Regions from separate parts of the Hordeum vulgare genome. Here region 2 is linked to region 1. A link is a contact called in public Hi-C data. All regions are on one chromosome and are shown on one strand. The core of a region is the stretch at or near the end of the contact, and the rest is flanking DNA. Distances in the headings are between cores, read along the strand shown.

Region 1 (2,700 bases), core at 20-2,519:
TTCTAGGTCCAATAATATATTCTCTCCAGGGCCTTTATGCCTACTTTGCGTAAAAGAAAAGGGAAATAAGAGTCATTTTCGACGCGCTGACGATCGGTGCAGAATTTCATATGGCTTCTGGTAAGTAGTACGTGGAAGTTGGAACAGGTAGTCATCAAACATGTCGGCTATATGCTTTGGGCGCGCACACGAACGGAAGAGTAAGACAAGCGACGAGCAGAACCAGGGGAGACAGCACCTGGGGCAGGCCCGGGCATGCAATCGCCCTACCCAAGTAAACCTGCTGCCACTTGCTTCCAACAAAAAGCGGCAGGGTTTTTCTTACTCCATCAGCTAAGTGCCACACTTAGTGATGAACACTACTAATGTATACAGTAGATAGATAGATAGAGATGGCTAAGCTCGGATGGATCGCTAGCCGTGCTACGTACCAGACGAGAGCTCGGCTAGACAAATGAAAAAGCAGTTGGGATTCGTTTCCTGAAATGGACGGGAGGCCTCCAAGACGACGTCGCCGTCGTCGCAAGACAGCGTGCGTATAGCCGCCAGGCCGGGACGGTTCACCGCGGTTGCTTCCGGGGGCGGCGGCGACGACGACGATGCTCGCCACCTTTTCTTGCCCTAGATTTCCTAGCGATATTGTGAAGATATTCGCGCGATTTCCTAGCTTTCATGCATCAACCTAGCTTTGTGGTACCACTTCAGTCGACCTAGGACAGGTGGTGAGAGGTGCATATTTGATGGCTTTGAGTTCTTTTTTCTTTCTTTTTTCCTTCAGTTGATATGACTTTGTTATTGATGGCGTTTTTCTTTATATATTGGCGTTGGCTGGATGTATCCTAACTATTCCCTCCGTTCGTAGATATAAATCTTTTTAAAGGTTTCACTAGGGGCCTACATATAGATGTATATAAATATGTATAGATTCACTAATTTTACTTCGTATGTAGTCATTTAATGAAATCTTTTAAAAGATTTATGTTTAAAAACGGGAGTGAGTAATACAGAGACAGAAGGTGTGTTCATGATGTCGGTATCCATTTGGCGTTTCATTTCAAGCCAAGAAGTTTATGCTCTGTCGATGCGATGCACCTAACTCCCACGCGCAGCTAACACGGCGATGCGGTGCACGTGCCCGGCCGGTGTCTATCAGAGACTGATCCGATGGGTACGACTGTTTGACTTTGACATCCGAGCGAGTGGCAGCAGTACGGAAGGACATAGGGAGTTGAAGGAGAGAATGGGAGAGGGACGAGAAGGACGTACGTGGCGTGAGGGTTCCTGCGGCTAGGCAGGTCTGCATCCGGAGAGTGCCAGCCAGTGCTTTTCTCACAACAGCGACCTGCTCCCAAATTTAGCACTTGGGCGGCCCAAGGGACGCCAGCAAATTTGGTGACCTTTCGAATGGAATTCATGTGGCTATCTTGGATTCATGGGAGATTGCGAGGGGTATGTTCAGTGTCCTAAAACGCTATTTCGGCATCCAAAAAGTTTTTTTGAGCGTCTATTGAAGAGGCTATTAGAGCAACGACTATGTTTCAGAGTTTTCGGAGGTTGTGGATACCATGCACAAATGAGTCATCAAAATTTGGCCTTCATATTTTTTTTGATTGCACTAACTTAACACTTTTCTTATAGAGAAACAACATGTGTCCGGTTTTACAGATAAAGCCATCATGCAGAATTCAGCAGTACTCCCTCCGTCATAGTTTATAAGGCATGCACGTGTATCTAGGTCGTTAATTAAACTTATATAAAATATATTGTTTAAAATAAAAATTATATCATTAGAAAATAGAACATCTAATATTTCTAATAATATATATTTTGTAATATATGCATCTCATTAAGTTGGTTAAATTGATGACCTAGATACACGTGCCGGACTTATAAACTAAAACGGAGTAGTACAACCAAACGAACAGACAAGTATACAAAGTTCTGAACAGTTTAACCGATGCAATAGTGACGGTTCGCAGGAGGTCCGCTACCTACGCACAAAAGGAACTGGAACATCGGGGAGACCAACAATCATACGAGGGCGTCGGAGTTTGATCCCAGGATATAGACATTGCCATTGCCCAAACACGCGAGATCAACAGCTCCATGGCCTCCCTGTCGCATCCCTTAGCCCTGTTTGGGATGTTCGTTCTGCTGTTAAATACGCAGATAAGAGCAACTCTAGCAGACCTTGTATCCGTCCGCCTCATGTGTTTGTAGTTTGCGGAAAAACACCTTTACGAACCGGTGCACACGGCCGCGGATGCAGCCACCGCATAACGGATCCGTAAAATGCATATTCGTGGAATATGCTTTTGCGCGGGCTGAAATGTTTCCCACCAACCGCTTCCGCTTATATGCAGAACACCACAACGGCGAGGTGGAAACCCGCGAATACGCGGGTTGGGGCCGAGATTTTGCCGCGCCCCGCAAAAATATTTGCGGGCCTGGGCGGGATGCAGGGTCTGATCGGACAGGGTTTTTTCGCCCCAACCCGCATTTTGACGGTTATTTTCTGGGTCGGAACGGAATGCGGGGTCTGTTAGAGTTGCTTTAAAAAAAATATGGATGTTCGTACACAGTTTTGCTTTTTGTCAAAAAATAGTTATGGATCTATAAGTTACACCGGTATATTTGATACACCTGTATTTAATACGGGTCTTAGTCATTAATTTCCATTACTGTAAAAGAAAAGTAGTT
Region 2 (2,709 bases), core at 178-2,677, 150 kb before region 1:
GGTGGATAATTATAAACTGGTCCATCTTCTATAGCTAATGTGATGCCGACCTGATCGGAGTTCTTCAATCCTTCAGATAATCCTGCAAATCAACGGAAGATGGTATAGGTTAAAGTAATTATGATATTGTAGTTTTGAAGCTCGTCTTAATTCATGTGCTTTATATTTTGAGCATGCGCTTTTACCCTTTTGATGGTAAGAATCAGAATAGATCCCATGACTATAGCATGGCAGCATACTCCACCAATCCTACTGACTTTTAATCGTTGTTCTGCTAACACTGTTATTATGTTTTAAAGAACAAGTAAATGCTGGTCATTCTCTGTACATTCTAAAGCCTATCAATGGATCAAGCACGCTGTGCTTTTTTGTCAAAAAAATGTGTTGGTCATTTCCTTACAGATTGTGGTCAAATGTGCCGATAAAGATACACCATATACTTTTATTATTGCTGTGAGCCTATGATGTTAAGTTACATACTGAACTTTTTGCAACATACAGTATTTGTTAACCAAAAACAACACCGATTCCTGGTATTATTGTTATTTTAGGTCTGACTGACATTCTATTGTGCTGTGTGGAAGATTTGGAAAATGATACATGTTGCCTACACTCCTACTGTGAAGGTGTTTTGATCACGATATCGAATGGCAGATGCCAAATCAGACAGATTCTTTCATTGCAAACCAGAAATTTCTGTTTACCTGAAAACCGACCATGATCATCTTCTTGGTTGCAGATTCGGATGGATATATCCACAAATCCATGAGCTTTGTCTGACTTCCTCCTCCTAAGCTGGAAACTGCCAGTCTCCTCAATGACTTCAGAACGCTCCTCACCATGTGCGAATTTCTCAAGATACTCCTTCATCTGCACAACTGCAGCTCCCTGGAGATGCTCCCTTAGGAAGATGGGCTCTCTCCTGTAGACTTCAACTGTTAGTTCCATCTGCTTCTGGGCCATATCATGTTCGTCCACCGAGACTGAGAACTTGGTGCCCCAGCTTGCATTTGAGTTTCCTGATGCGTCAATCTTGGTGCAGTACTTGCTGCTGGGATCAACCCATCCAACTGAGAACCATTGTGGCTTCAGCAGCGACGATCTGCGGCCTAGACCGCGCGCGGAGATTATGCAGAACTCGACTGATAGCTTTTTCATTTGTATGAGGGAGGGCGAGAGCGTTGTAGGATGTGATGGAGACCAGGGGAGGGGATACGATGCGGAGATTTATCATCATCCCGTAGGCACCCTTTACCTTGCTGCAAAGTTATTCCAAGACGATGATAATGACTTGTTTCGTGTTGTTTACTTTGTTGCTTCCCTGTGGTAATGGAATCAATCCTAAAAGTTGTGGCACTAGGAGCGGGAAAAGCATAGTCCAAAGACGGTGCTAGTCGAAGCATTTTCTCGGGCCCCTGTTCTGTGGAAAACGCGTACAATTATTACGAGTGTTTATTTTGTTTTTATTTATGTTTGGTATAATTATTTTACTCTTTCTCTGGGGTACCACCATATGTTGTTTGGGCTTCCAATGCTGACCTGTCTGTTAGGGCATGTACAACGCGCCAGCCTGGAGGGTGCTTCACGTGTTCCACGTCGGAGACGAGCCATCGTGGACAAGGCTGACCAAAAAGACATTAGGTTGCAGGTGCCAGGTGCATCCTGCAAGGAGCCAACCGCTTCATTGAAAAAGTATGGTCCTGTAGATAGTTGATAAGAGAGATCTAGACTACTAGAGTGCAGTTGTCAAATTTTCTTTTAGGTACTCTCCTTTGAATATTTTTCCTCACCTCAACAGGCTCCCACATGACATCACATGCGTCGGATTTTTTTGTGTGTGTGTGTGCTATAGCCTGAGCTGATGTGGCACTTGAGACCACCACTAGGTGTTGCTTCCATTGTACATGCCCTTAGGCGAAGCAGGACTGACAACACTTTTACATTTCCGTAGCTAGATGGTGGTTAAGTGACCAGAAGATTTCACTTACAACGCTTTTATACAATCTAAATAATTGTAGTTGGGGATTCTTTCCAACCACAATTATTTAGGTAGAGGGAGTATCTATTTAGCTTGTATACATGGAAAGTTTATCTGAATGATTGTGTGCAACCAAGACACACCTCACACTTGTCCGCTTTTGGACACCTGTTCGTGCTCATCAGCGCCTCGTGCCACTCGTGTTGTTGGATCTGGCATACCTAGAGGAGGAGTAGCATTCTTTTTATACCTCGTGCCACTCGTGCAGACGCGTCGTCGATGATGCACGCACTGTCCTCTCCACCTTGGTTGCCTAGTTGGGAGCATCCGCTTCAATGCTTCACCCGACTCTAGCTTGCGTGTTCGTACTGACGTGTTAAAGAATCTTCCCGGCACATTCAGTTGCGCAAGGCAATAACTCGACGCATCTGCATCTCGCCCCTCCACCAGCAACGTGTATAACGCGGTTCTCTGACCGGGGACGAGATCCAGAACGTCGCCAACATTATTTGCTCAGATCTGCGGTGTTCCAGATCCATCCATAAGCACATGGAGCGATCAAGACACGACAGTTTTGTCTCAACGTGCTGCTGGTACGTTCTGCGACACCGGCAAGCATGCAAAGCCTCGACGCATCGCTGGCGCGGGCTTGTGTGCACATTTATATATGTACCACCATCATGAGTTCGCCCGGTGATATAAACTGACTTATGTATGAAAGCATATCCAGC

What was found. A called contact is a pair of places that touch in the nucleus more often than the background predicts.
Region 2: a contact with region 1 is called in a Hi-C map of leaf, with 5 times the contacts expected there. The contact joins the promoter of LOC123444709 here to the enhancer-like site in region 1. A contact is called at or near these places in 4 of 6 Hi-C or Micro-C datasets (leaf and seedling) and 1 of 1 datasets of contacts at active chromatin or transcription factors (embryo).

The regions. Positions count from the first base shown.
Region 1 is chr3H:527,496,995-527,499,694 of MorexV3_pseudomolecules_assembly, reverse strand. No RefSeq gene overlaps it. Among protein-coding and RNA genes, the nearest start is that of LOC123444705, 62 kb to the right of the region's middle. Within about 2 kb of position 1,269, at least 2 of the 3 cell types and tissues checked have open chromatin away from gene starts, as enhancers often do. A contact at or near this core is called in leaf, where this site is marked.
Region 2 is chr3H:527,644,460-527,647,168 of MorexV3_pseudomolecules_assembly, reverse strand. LOC123444709 reads right to left here and starts at 1,427. Exons shown (of 2, transcript XM_045121520.1): 1 at 705-1,427; 2 at 1-82. The coding sequence starts at 1,158.